Linked DNA regions of Mus musculus: region 1 is linked to region 2. The links are chromatin contacts, called in public promoter capture Hi-C maps. All regions are on one chromosome and are shown on one strand. The core of a region is the stretch at or near the end of the contact, and the rest is flanking DNA. Distances in the headings are between cores, read along the strand shown.

Region 1 (7,297 bases), core at 1,227-3,726, 1.2 Mb before region 2:
GTTTTTTTAATTTTATAATAAAAAAATGCAGTCCCTAAAATGAGCTAATCTGTTCAAAGTCACCCTGCTGAAAGTTTGAGCATTGATTCACACATCTGTCTGGTCACATGCCCATAGTCTGACTCTGATGAAAGGTGAATTTTAAATATGGTAGGGATAGCAAGTAAATTTCCCTTAGACTAAACCTGTCCTTTGGATATACTTACTTAGGAGAAATTTTAATATTTAATATTTTTTTTTCTTTTTTCCGGAGCTGAGGACCGAACCCAGGGCCTTGGGCTTGCTAGGCAAGCACTTTACCACTGAGCTAAATCCCCAACCCCTGTTTTTTTTTTTTTTTTTTTTTTTTTTCTTTTTTCCAGAGCTGAGGACCGAACCCAGGGCCTTGGGCTTGCTAGGCAAGCACTTTACCACTGAGCTAAATCCCCAACCCCAATATTTAATATTGAGTCATCAATTTCAGTTAAGAATCCAGATTCTGTCTTATTTATTTATTTATTTATTTAATTTATTTTATTTTTTTGAGACAGGGATTCTCTGTGTAGTCCTGGCTGTCCTAAAACCCACTCTGTAGACGAGGTTGCCTCAAACTCTGAGATTTGCCTGCCTCTGCCTTCTAGGTACTGGGATTAAAAGTAAGCACCACCACACTTTGCCTGTCTTCTTTCAAAAAACAGAGAAACAAGTTCCAGAAGAGCTAGCAAGGCAGAGCTCCACTCTGGAGCACAGTCTCCTGTCATTTATGGCTGGTCATCCCCAAGTTACTCTTCCTCCTTACCTGGCTCCCCTTACATAATTTTTTTGCATGGCTTCTGCAATAATCTGAGTTTTAAGAATTCCTTTGGGCCACAGGATCCAGCAATTCCACTTCTGGATATGTACTCAAAAGAACTGAAAACAGGGACTTAAAGCCAGATACCTATATATCATTGTTTATAACAATATTGTTCCAATACCCAAAAGGAAGAAACCACATCTGTTTGTATGGGTGTTTGAACAAATAAATGTTCTGTACATATACATCCATGTACATTATATATAATATTATATATAATTATATATTATATATGAATGGGAATCTTAATAGCAGCAATTCTGACACACCCACAGTGTAAATGAACTTTGAAGACTCCTACATGTTGTCTTCTGACCACCATTCAATCACGAAAGCACATACATGCCACCTCAACCCCCAGAATAAAAGATAAGGAAGAAAAAATTTACTCAGCAATGCAAGGAAGGGGTGTTACCCAAGTCTTCAGTTGTCTTAACAGTTTATGCAGCTTATAGACTCTTCCAGTAGCACTGAATGGTGCTTTGCATGACATCTTATACTTCTTCACTTAAAACGGAAAGGCTCCCAAAATTTTAATAAAATGGTCCCTATGGATGGTTCCATATACTTTCTAGATATTCCTGCACAGTCAAGTTGCTTTTACAGGTAAACACCTCCGGTATAGCTGCCTTTCTACCTATTTCCAAGTTTGTGAATTGAGATGATAATTGTATAGTTCTACTAACTTATCATGGAGGTGTCAGGAAGTGTCTTAGGTAGTGTTAATTATGCCACTACTACAACATCCCTGTCTTTCTAAAGTAAGCTGTATAAAATCTTTGCTGTTGGCAAGTAGAATATCATGTCTTGCTGCTCTACCTCATTTTCTCCGTGGTACTTAACTCATAGCCACTCTTACAGAGCATCAGTCTGTTCTGCTTTGGACAGTGCTTGGTGTATTATTTTCTGTCAGATTGTTTACTATTTGAATGTGAGGGTAAAACTCTATTCTTTATTTTCTTTTAATCCCTCTTGGTACCTGTACATTTTTTCTGTACAAGGTAAGTCTCTAATGTGCTTGTTGTGTGAATGAAAATGTAGGTTCCAAAGGCCTAACCTAGCGCTGGCACTGCAGACCAGGATGGCTGCCCAGGCTAGTGGCTGGAAGACTTATAGTCTGCATAGTCTTTTTCAAGGCAAGGGCTGAGATAAGGAAAGGAAAGCAGATAGTGAAAGAGATAGAGACTTTCCGTAAACATTCTGCAACCCTTCAATGGCAGGGAGCCTAACAAAGTGTTCGGGCATGGGACCACACGTCAACGCTGAGAAGAATAGAGGGAAAGTCCCTCAGAGTTAGCCTTCTATAGTGCTTCTTTAAGCAAGTCAGTTCGTCCAGAGTGGGATGGCCATGGGCTTATGAAGCAATGACAGTTTTGGAGGGAAGTTAGCCTGGTAATATTAACAGTAAACCCCACTCAGGTTAGGCCATGAAGTCTTTTGTTCTCCTCTCAGGGAAGTTCCTCACCTTTATGATCGATTTCTCTTATTCTCATTTATCAAAACCAGTAATAAGGATTAAGCCCAGCTCTACCCACTCCTGCTTGGCTCTCCCAGCACTCCTCCTTTGCCCCACATTTCTCAATGCCTTTCACTGGCCTCCATCTAGCTTCCACCACTAGCCCAGTGTTCTCAACCTTGGTGGACTCCTGCCCAATGTCTCAGTAAACAAAAATCTCTTTCCCCAAGGATACTCTGATACTGATTCCCTGGTGTCACTCTCTCTCCATTCCTTCTTTCCCTCTGGTTCCCTGTACTTCTGTGTTAGTCACGAAAACTTTAGCTGGATTCTGATCATTTCAACAAAATCCATACATGAAGATTGCCCTGCCTGTGTTTCATTATTTTTAGAAATTGCATCAGTCCTATAGTGAAGCAGAGAAAGTTCTGAGCCAACATATTACCCAAAACATACACATACTCACACATACACACACTCACACACACTCTCATAACACATACACACGTTTGCACACACACACACACACACACACACACACACACACACACACACACACACCTTAAACTTAGTTATTACTTGCTACAGTATACTTGACAAAGTGAGTAGCCTCTCTTTCTTTAAAGTCTTGTCAGGATACTGAAGGTTCCTTCTGAAACTCCTAGTCTCCCTCTTGCCTGCCCTTGCCTACTAAAAATCGCTGCTGTCACCATGTGCTCAGCAGGAGTGGACTCAGTAAATTGCTTGTCAAGAAGCAGGAGGTAGGAAAATCTTCAAGTAAGATGTAGAGTTCTCTTTGGGCGTGTCTCTTTCACATTCTTTCCATCCTATGGGAAAGTCTTTCCAAAGGTGGGCCCTTCCTTCCTGGCCTGCCAGCCTTGTCTGTCCTTTCATTGTGTTAAATTTTCATTCACATTTGCTCCCAGCTCACACTGAGCACTACTGTGGGTCAGAGACCCTGCCTCCTTAGGACAAGCATCCAGTGACAGGGGAACTGGGGGAAAAGCATTAGGGGATTTCTGCCAAGCTCCTCCCACTGACCCGTGCTTGCCTTTTTTTTTTTTTTCTTCCTTCTTTTGGAGAGTTGGTTGAAGAGTGACCATTCATATAAATCCAACTCAAATAAAGTGGAAATATTTTTAGCGTACCCTCCCACCCACATTTTGAACCCCTCCTATGAATAATGTGACCGTATTCTGGTTTATGTAAATACGGTTTCCTGACCCAACCCAGTAAAGTAGTTGTGCCATGTTATTAAGTCTCTGGAATCTATTTGATTTAAGATCTGCTTACTGGCTATAAAGAGCATGGGAAACCTGCTGGCAGGGCACTGGGATCATCCTGGGACCACAGGCAAGCTGGGCGTTATGTGAAACCACCCTTGGGAAGCGTAAATGTGGCGTTCCACCCTGGCTACTGGGATCCTCCCTGGGATGACCGGTATCTTCTCTCTCTTCCCTAAATTCCTCAACTAGTACACATGGTAAACGATGACGGTACTGCACAGTTAACCTACTATGGGACAGTCTTTCTGACTGGAAGAATACAGACAAACATAGATCCAATATTAACAAACATTAAGTAAGATAGAAGCATAAAAGTCTCTGAGAAATAGCACCAAATATGGATTAAAAAAAATAATGTAACCCATTTATGGTAATAACTCAGCATGTTCAATCACTTCTACCTATGTCAGACACTGTAATACGTTTGCCACGGCAACAACATAAAGTTTAAAATAGCTGTCAATAATTTCCCTAAGCCTTGAGCGTTTAGTTTTGTTTCTTTCATCAGCAAGTTGGGTAAAGTCAAGATGCTTGCGCTTTAAGCATGTTTAGCAAGTCTGCCCTCTAAAATGCTTTGCTAACGTTGCCCTGGACATATGCTTGTATGAGAAATTGCTCATAGTCTCAATATTAACTTTAAGGTCCTCTAACATTCAAATAATTATTATGAGTTGCAAATACAGAAAAAAAATCACTATGCATGATATGATCATCTCTTTAGATTTAACATATTCAAACACAGGATGCCTAGATAAGTTGAATTAAGATGAATATTGAAAAAAATCTAGCATACAGTTGGGACACGATAAAAAATTATTTATTGTTTATCTGCAATTCAAGTTTAATTGAATTATACTCAATATCAATTCTGTCCTTATGGCAAGCATTTCATTCAGGGACTTTCCCTGCTGGAAGCAACAGGTGTGGAGATAATGTTGCCTGGGTGTGTTCCAAGCATGCAGAGAGGCAATTCCTCTCCATTGATGGATGGAGTTTGGCTGCTCTGACCTGTCCCCAGTGACTGGGTGTGATCAGAAGCCCCTTTCAAAAAAGAGCCTTAGGTAGACCCTATGCACTGAAACGAGAGACTGGTACACTCTGGTTCTACCCACCTGCCTCCCTTTTGAGGAAGCACCACTAGGACTTTTACTTAAGGATCATCTTGCATTTTATTTTTAATCAACAATAACAGCTGTAGTTATATTACCAGAAGGTAGAATTAGGAGCAACAGTTGAGACTTCAGTGACTTTTAGCAACTTGCATCACTACTTTAGCTGTATGATTGCTATAGACATGGATATATTAGTGTGGGCATGTGTGTGTGCTGTGTGTGTATATGCTGTGTGTATATGTTATGAGTGTGTGGTGTGTGTATGTGTGTGCTGTGTAGTATATGGAGTGGTGTATATGTGTGTGGTGTGAGTGTGGTATGCGTGTGTGGTGTGTATGTATATTTGTGTGTTATATGTTTGCTGTGTGTATGTGTGTTGTATGGTATGTGGTGTGCATGTGTGTGCTGTGTGGTATGTGGAGTGGTGTGTATGTGTGTATGTTGTGTGAGTGTGGTGTGTGTGTGTGTGGTATGTATATTTGTGTGTGTTATATGTTTGCTGTGTGTATGTGTGTTGTATGGTATGTGGTGTGTGTGTTGTACATGTGTGGTGTTAGGTCAGTTGATCTTTCCTTTCCCATGAACTTAGGTGACTTCATTTTCCTCCTCCTTCGCATCCCCCACAGCCTGGACATGCTACTGTAATCCAGGCGCAGAGGCTCTTAAATCACTTACTGTGGACCCATCCTTCTCCTCCAATGTCTACAGTTCAGCCATTTCTCAACTGAAAAGTCTCTTGATATATAAAAACAGTAGCTCACTGAATAAACCTTAGACCAGTAGTATATCCTGATCAGCTTTACTTTGGGAGTGGAGCTTGACTTAATCTTGCTTCTGGATTAGAATGGTCTGCTTTTGTTTAAGGTATCTGCCCTGAAATTTTCTAACAGCTTCCTTCACAGACAACCCCCACCCCCAGCACCCCAGCCTTGCAGAAGACCTTTTGTTTAGTTTGAGACAGGATAGGTCTTTTTAGTGATATTGCTCTCATTGTTCAAACAGCAAAGAGGAGCAGGGAGACAGAGAGGGGGCACTTACAGTAAGTGCCAAGGTTTGACAAAATGGCTATTGGAACACACCAAAAGACCACCACTGCATACTGCATACATTTCTCATGTAGTCTAACAGACCCACGCAGACATGAAGGGTACTCTCACTGGAAGCCTCAACTTTCAACTGACGTCCAAGTCAAACTTTCAAAACAGAGCCCTTTATTTCAACTGAGGAGACCTAGCCCAGATGAAAGCCTAGGTTATCAAACAGATGGGGAGAGAGAAAGAGGATTGTGGCCCAGCCCATAGACACGGTAGACACAGGTGTGGAGCGGGTTGGCAAAGGCAGGGGGTACTGTACCTCAGCAGCAGGCGGCAGGCGTCCCAGTGTCACGCCTGAGTCGCTAGTCTCCGATGGGTCTTGCCTGCCGACCACTGCGCTCCCCTCGATGTCAAAAGGAAACGCATTGCCGTCCCCTGACGCTGCGTTGGAGCAGACAGCACACCAGAGGAGCCACAGGGCCAGGACTGAGCACCAAGCTGTGCTCCAACCCATCTCTCTGCAGATATTCAACAGGGCCCTTCCTGGAGTGAAGGACCTGGAGGTCTTGGTGGGTACCCCCTAAGAGATGCAGTGATGCCTGGTGTTTTGTCTTCTCTGGACCTGCGGTATTTAGATCCAGGAGCCCAAGTTGCAACTTTGTTGTATTAAAGAAGAGGGAGTGAGAGTCAGCGTGGTCTCTTCTCTCTCTCCTGCTTGTCTTTCGCTTCCATCCACCTCTCTCACTTTGTCTCCGGTCTCCCGCCGCTCCTGAGACTTGGGTTCTGGGACTTACAGATGGATGGAGCTAGCGCCCTGTGAACATCAAAAGGCAGGGGAGCAGACTGGCATGAGCGAGGCGAGCGCTCCTGGCCACCTCCTCTCCCTGGCGGCTGGGACTGAGGTCGGCGCGGCTCTGGCTTCCTTCCCACACTCATTCTCACCACTCCCTTTCCACCTTCCCCTTCCAGGCCCTCCCACTTCAAGTTGGCTTTCAGACCCCGAGGTCAGGCCTTTCCTAGACGCCGCCTCCCCCTCCCCCTCCCCCTCGCAGTTTGGAGTCTCTCCAAGGACTCGAAATGAATATTCAGCGTTCCTGATTGCTTCCCCACATCCCTTATTTACGCAGCCAAGGCGCCGGATGTCTGATCTATATTTATATAGATTTGTATGTGGCCCCCACTAGTGTACAGGAAAGTGGGTGGAAAAAGGATTCCAGGGGCGGGAGGGAACCTGAGGTAGATGACCTCAGGAGCCAGAGGCATGGTGTCCATTTCTGGATGCGTTCTCCTCTCCTTTTCTAGGGATAGCCTGTGGCTCTTCACTGGCCACTCCTCTTCCTCTGTGGAGTCCTCACCCAGAGGGCTGGAGAGAATATCTTTCACTACAGTACTAGAAAATGACTTCATTATTGAAATGCATGAACTTTTATTTACAAAGAACATCTTGTTTTCCCTAAAGAGGTGCTTTGTGAAGGACCCAGAACAAGGCATGCAGTGTATGAGCCTGTCGAATATGCGACCCACAGCTCATAGTAGCCCGACCTCTTCCTCTTGGCCTGCAATCTCATGCCTAC
Region 2 (7,422 bases), core at 906-3,405:
TCTACTTCCACAGCGATAAGCCACACCTATTCAGACAAATTCCACGCTCCCTTAATAGTACCATGTCCTGTGACCAAGCATGCAAACACATGAATATATGGGAGCCATTCCTATTTAAACCATCTCAGTGTGCACACATATATCCATGCAAGTGTGCTTGTAGAAGCCATATGTCAACTCTGGATGTCTTCCTCAGTTCTCCTAAGCTTATTTTTTGAGACGAGGCTCCTTGCTGAACTTGTAGCTCACTGATTCGATGATATTGCTGGCCTGTGAGTGGCTCTTCTGCCTCTCTCTCTACCCAGTATTTCCACTTACAGTTTTTTGTTTGATTTTCAATGTGTTTACATAGTACATACTTAGTACATTTAGCCACTGTCTAGTTTGTTTCAGTGGTTCTGATCAAACACCCTGAAAAAAAGCACTATTGGTAAGAAATGGGTTTATTTCACTGTACCATTCTGGGTTAGAGTCCATCATAGAAGAATGGTCACAGTGGCAGAAGCTTCAGTCTACTATTTATATATACAGTCAACAACAACAACTAAAAGAGATGAATGTGTGATCTTGCAATCCAGCTTTCTCTATTATTTTACATTCATGACCCTCAAGCAGGGAATGGTGTCACACACTTTCAGATTGGGTCTTCCCAAATAAATTAAGACAATTGAGACAATTGCCCAACAAACAAGCCAGCAGGGCCACCTGTTTTACAATCCCTCATCCAGACTCGCTTCCCAGGTGTTTCTAGGTTTTGCTTGTTTGTTTGATTGTTTCTGGTTGACAAGCTAACCATCACACTCACTGAGTCATGCTCCCAGCCCAGTGTTCTTCACCAGGTTAAGAGTGTTTAAAGAACAGAGGACACAAATTTTCTCTTTTCAAGTATGTTGCCATGTCTTTTATATACTAAGTAGCCAAAAAAAAACTATTAAATATTTAATGAGAGGTCCTTAGATGGACATCTCTCACCAGACTGTGCCCTTCTTTTCAATTTACAACCAGTTCTCAAAGTCAGAAACACAATGCAACAAAATGGTAATATTTAAATTCTATCTGAATGACATTTTCTTCTAATCAAAATTATCTTTTTAATGAAAGGGTAATTTCTTAAATATGTCAAGTAAACTAAATTTTGATGAACATAAAATATGAGCATAGTTTTCTATGAAAAATTACAAATGTATGGCTTACAGGAAGTGAGCACATATCAATACAACAATAAGAACATTAATAATTCATAAAAGATGTTGCTCAGTGTTTTATAGCATCTCTCCTACTAAGTCAACTGTGGTGTTACAGATAATACTTGGAAGCAGATACATGTGGACTCATGAGCAGTGATGGTGATATCTCACAGTATCCTGTTCTCAGATGCAAAGCAGATCCAAAACCAAATAGATATGGGTTACTCATCCTGCAGGAGGTAAGTGCAACATGTAGAGCCATTGAAAATAGCCTCAGACTCTTTCTTCAATGTGTTTATCAAATCTGATCTTGAGACATAATACTCATTAATTTCATCCTGTCTTCATGTCTTAATTGCCACTCTACTTCTTTTAATATTTATATGACAGAAGTCCTTGATCCTGTACTAACTGACAAAAAGCTTCTGCCAAGAATAACTCATCACATAGGGGCATTGTCTGGTTTGTCCAAAAAGTGGACTGCATTTATCGATGGGCAATGCCTTCTCATCATATTGCGTTATTGTCATGTTCAGAAAATAAATCATATAGATGACCTTGTTGTCTCAGGGTTGCTGTCTAAATGCTTCACCCTCAGTTGTACTCCATACTATGAGCACTGTTTCTGTCTAGCTGCAAAACTCACAGATGTTACTTAAAGACACACACTGTGAAGTATGACTCTACCACCTTTGACTTTCTGCAGAATCAGACAACAAAAAGACAAGCAATCAAGTAGGAAAAATAGTGTGAACACTATCTTCTTTCAATGGTTATACACATAAATATTGTTAGTCTGGTGAAGTTGCCAAACCAAAGTTTTATAACTAATAAACTAAGTCAGGGGTTTGCATCCAAAATGGATCCTTTGGGAAGAACAAGGGCTTAATACTTCACTCAGCAGTTGTTATCTTAGACAAGTCAGGAAGAGAAAGGATGTGATCTGATGAATTGTGCTTCCAGATGGTTTGCAGAAGTTGCTGCCGGCCAGTAAGGCAGAAATAAATACATTGGTCGAGACATACAAGATAAGACAGCTGAACTGGATGGATTTTGCAAGATGTCAGGTCTTAAAATTGTGCAGAAGATAACAGTTGGAATGAATACACACACACACATACATATTTCCTCACACAAAAGATGCCTAAGGTCTAAGTTTGGTCAAATTCGAAGCTTTATGATGTATAAAACTTACATATGGAACTTATAAATGGAACTACTCTGTCATTAGGCAAAATGTAACTGAGATCTGTCTAGATGGATAGTATGTGGTTTCTTCACAGGATTCTGTTTAGTAAAAACATCATCGTTTATATCAGTAATATTGTTCCAATAAAAGAATGTAAAGATTATTTTGGAAAAATCTTTGTTTGTGAGCTGCTGGCTAGATAGCAGAACATGTACATGAAACCTATAAAAAACTAAAAATATTTTATTTCAATTTTATCTTTGTTTTCATTGAATAACTAAAGACAAACATGTGACTTAAAACAAGCTAAACACAAACATATCATTCGATCTTAAAGCAAGCTGTGTTGTAATTTGATCAGTGTTAGGTAAGAGGGTTATATGTTAGGAAGAACAATCTGTTCCAAATACAGAATTCTTAGAGGGAAATATTCATTTTGTATCTTTGATGCTTCACAATAACATTTATAGTGCCAGTAGGCAATTAATGACTACCTGGTACTTTCAATGAAATCATTTTAAGTGTGTCACATATAGAATTGAAAGTACTAAAAGATAAAATTCTACTTTTATAGAATTTAATTTGGATATTTGGAAAGCTGCTTCACTAATATAAATTTGTTAAATGATATCAAACAAATATCTAATATCAAGGAAAATGATTTATCTTCCTTTTTATTAACTGTAAAACTAAATCATAAAAGTGTTAGATAATGTGTAATTGGCCATATGACTGCAATAAAAGTACAGTATGATCCTTGTTGTGAGCGAGTGTATCAAAAGCCTGAAATTGCAAAACTGGATAAAATAGGCTACTGTGAAATGCCTGAATTGTGTGTCCATAGAGGGAAACATCAGTACAAACTGATGTTTAATTGTGGAGTTTAGTAGATATTTTCCCCCAGTGGCATTTAAAAGGCACACAAACCTGGAACACAAGGAAAAGATGTGTTTGGCTGAAAGGAGAGCATAAAAAATGTAGACTGTGGATGCAACTCAGTGGCTGGAGCAGCAAGGAGTTTAGGCCACACATCTATGGATTGGAGAACAAATACCAAGCAAGCCAAAATGCCAAAACTAGTAAGCTAGGGTCCTAGGATCAGGTCTGGAAAAGCTCTTTATGACAGCAGGAAGCCTGAATTTATTCTTAGGAATATTGAAAATCACTTAAATATTTTGAGAATAAGGTAACAATAAAATTTTATTAGCCTCAATTAAAGTTAATCTAAATATTACCAAGGAATTAGGTATTCTCTCTCTACTTATAGGCTAGGTCTAGGAAAAATAAGTAGAAATCTTATAAGAAGGAACATGTAGCAATTTGATCTAAGTACGGCACAGGGAAATTTAAAGTGTACAAAATCTTTATTATTAATTGGAAAAATCTTGTCTTAAATTCTATTATAGAGGACAAAAATCAAGAAGATCAAACAGATATATGAAAAAATAATATGTGATTCTAGATGCTTAAGCAGTATAAATTAGCAAATAATGGCATATTCTTGCTGAAGAAGGTCAACCCGCAAGGCCATTGTTAGAGTTAAATGACAAGGCCCCATACCATTCATTACTCACTGTATCAGCATTGTTGCTGCTCTCACCAACGTTTATGATCTCGTCATCTTAAATGAATCATATACTGTATATTTCCACCATTCTCAAGGCTCCATACAAAACTCACTATCCCTCCTTATTTGCAAATAGACTGCACAGTGATGAGAATGGGATTGAATGGAGAAGTTTGTATATCAGAGGAAATGATGCAATGGGCTAGAGTTGAGATTATGAGATAGGACTCTATGTGTTCTGTATGCAGCATTAAGCACAGTTCCACTCAATCCACTCTAACTTGCTATTTGCTGAGTTTTGATAATCACTGAATCTTAGACATTAGCATTTGAATCTAGTAATTTCTTTTGTCTTCAACCTGCTTTCCAGAAGATTAGCCATATGCATTGTTAGTTCCAAGTCCCAAGTAATAAAATATAAGCAGGGTCTGGAGACATTAGGTAAAGTTAAGGTAATCTTGTGAATGACTGGTATTAGTTACTTTTCTATTGCTGAAAGATGGTGCCGTGACTATGGCAACTTATAGAAGGAAGTACTTATTTGTGGATTGGTTACAGAGGGTACCATTGCATACACTAGCAAGATTTTATCGAAAGGACCCAGATGTAGCTGTCTCTTGTGAGACTATGCCGGGGCCTAGCAAACACAGAAGTGGATGCCCACAGTCAGCTAATGGATGGATCACAGGGCTCCCAATGGAGGAGCTAGAGAAAGTACCCAAGGAGCTAAAGGGATCTGCAACCCTATAGGTGGATCAACATTATGAACTAACCAGTACCCCGGAGCTCTTGACTCTAGCTGCATATGTATCAAAAGATGGCCTAGTCGGCCATCACTGGAAAGAGAGGCCCATTGGACACACAAACTTTATATGCCCCAGAACAGGGGAACGCCAGGGCCAAAAAGGGGGAGTGGGCAGGTAGGGGAGTGGGGGTGGGTGGGTATGGGGGACTTTTGGTATAGCATTGGAAATGTAAATGAGCTAAATACCTAATAAAAATGGAAAGAAAAAAAAAAGAGAAAAAAAAAAAAAGAGTTCATCCCATTGTAGCCAAATATATTGCCGGTAGTTTACATCTTGATAGACAAATACAAAGCAGAGGAAAAACTGGGAAAGGTGTGTGGCTTTGAAACCTCAAAACCATATGCATTGACGATCTTCCTGAACAATTTCTAAGCCTGCTCATGCATCTCCAACAACTGGAAGAATTGAGAGAGAGAAAAATGTAATTCAGGCTATAGTCTGAAAATGGCTAACTCCCATCAACCTGTTCTTTTGCTATGTGCTAATATATGTTAGTTAGTGTACCAGAACCATGTTTGACTGCTGAGGATAAGACCATAACCATCCTGACATTGACAATGCTAATAGAAAATGATCCCTGACAGAGGAGAGCTGGCCTCAAGGGAGGGCATTGACCCTGGGACTCAGATGAGAGCGCCATCTTGTATCCTGTGATTCTCAGAGACCAGTCCACACAGGAGAATGTCAGGTCTCAGATGCAACAGAGTTTCTTGGACAGGGTCCTTTCGAGCATTCATCTCCAGCCAGGAGGCAGAGCTGAGCTCCAGATCTCTGTGCACCTTCCGTACAAGAGGAGAGTTTATTTGCAGAGAGTGCTTTGACCACTGGTACTCAAGAGAGAGTAGGACTCCTAGGAATGCTGACAGAAGCTAACTGAATTACAGGAGGAACAAGCTCCAGGCAGAGACAGCTAGAACATTGAACACCAGAGATTACCAGATGGCGAAAGGCAAACAAGAATCTTACTAACAGAAACCAAGATGACTCAGCATCATCAGAACCCAGTACTCCCCCCACAGTGAGTCCTGGATACCCCAACACACACAAAAAGCAAGATTCAGATTTATCTCATGATGCTGGTAGAGGATATTAAGAAGGGCATTAATAACTCACTTAAACAAATACAGGAGAACACTGCTAAACAGGTAGAAGTCCTTAAAGAGGAAGCACAAAAATCCCTTAAAGAATTAAAGGAAACACTGCCAAACAGGTAAAAGTCTTTAAAGAGGAAATACAAAATTCCCATAAAGAATTACAGGATAACACAACCAAACAGTTGATGGAATTGAAAAAAACATTCAAGAACTTAAAAAAAAAAAAAAAAGGAAGTAGAAACAATAAAGAAAACCCAAAGTGAGACAACTCTGGAGACAGAAATCCTAGGAACGAAATCAGGAACCATAGATGCAAGAATCAGCAACAGAAAACAAGAGATGGAAGAGAGAATCTCAGATGCAGAAGATTCCATAGAAAACATGGACACAACAATCAAAGAAAATGCAAAATGCAAAAATATCCTAATTCAGAACATTCAGGAAATCCAGGACACAATGAGAAGACCAAACCTAAGGATAATAGATATAGATGAGAATGAAGATTTTCAACTTAAAAGGCCAGAATATATATTCAACAAAAATGTAGAAGAAAACTTCCATAACCTAAAGAAAGAGATGCCCATGAACATACAAGAAGCCTACAGAACTCCAAATAGACTGGACCAGAAAAGAAATTCCACCCGACACGTAAGAATCAGAACAACAAATGCACTAAATAAAGACAGAATATTAAAACCAGTAAGGGGAAAAAGGTCAAGTGACATATAAAGGCACATCTATTCGAATTACACCAGATTTCTCGCCAGAGACTTTGAAAGCCAGAAGATCCTGGACAAAGGTAATACAGACCCTAAAAGAACATAAATGCCAGCCCAGGCTACTATACCTAGCAAAACTCTCAATTACCATAGGTGGAGAAACAAAAGTATTCCATGACAAAACCAAATTCATACAATATCTTTCCATGAATCCAGTCCTTCAAAGGAGAATAAAGGGAAAACTCCAACAAAAGGAGGAAAACTATGCTCTAGAAAGAGCAAGAAAGTAATCCTTCAACAATCCTAAAAGAAGATAGCTTCAAGAATACAATCACAACACTAACCAAAAAAACCCCCAAAAACCAACAAAACAAAACAAAACAGGAAGCAACAATTACTTTTCCTTGATATCTCTTAATATCAATGGCCTCAATTCCCCAATAAAAAAACATAGGATAACAGACTGGCTACATAAACAAGACTCAACATTTGGCTGCATACAGGAAACCCACCTCAGGGACAAAGACAGACATTACCTCAGAGTAAAAGGCTGGAAAACAATTTTCAAGCAAATGGTCCGAAAAACCAATCTGGAATAGCCATTCTAATATCAAATAAAATCAACTTCCAACCCAACATTATCAAAAAGACAAGAAGGGGCACTTCATATTCATCAAAAGTAAAACCTTCCAAGATACACTCTCAATTCTGAATATCTATGCTCGAAATGCAAGGGCATCCACATTCATTAAAGAAACTATCATAAAGCTGAAAGCACACATTGCACCTCACACAATAATAGTAGGAGACTTTAACAGCCCACTCTCATCAATGGACAAATCCTGGAAACAGAAACTAGA

What was found. Promoter capture Hi-C pulls out the DNA fragments that hold promoters and counts their contacts.
Region 1: a promoter capture Hi-C map of liver shows a contact between it and region 2, with 2.8 times the contacts expected there. The contact joins two enhancer-like sites. A contact is called at or near these places in 6 of 39 promoter capture datasets (the 3T3-L1 cell line, cranial neural crest, frontonasal cranial neural crest and 3 more).

Annotation. Positions count from the first base shown.
Region 1 is chr10:38,964,895-38,972,191 of GRCm38.p6, reverse strand. Lama4 (laminin, alpha 4) reads right to left here and starts at 6,677. Exons shown (of 38, transcript NM_010681.4): 1 at 6,043-6,677. The coding sequence starts at 6,237. Within about 2 kb of position 2,476, at least 22 of the 459 cell types and tissues checked have an H3K27ac peak or open chromatin away from gene starts, as enhancers often do.
Region 2 is chr10:37,755,559-37,762,980 of GRCm38.p6, reverse strand. No RefSeq gene overlaps it. Among named protein-coding and RNA genes, the nearest start is that of Gm46220, 300 kb to the left of the region's middle. Within about 2 kb of position 2,155, at least 1 of the 459 cell types and tissues checked has an H3K27ac peak or open chromatin away from gene starts, as enhancers often do.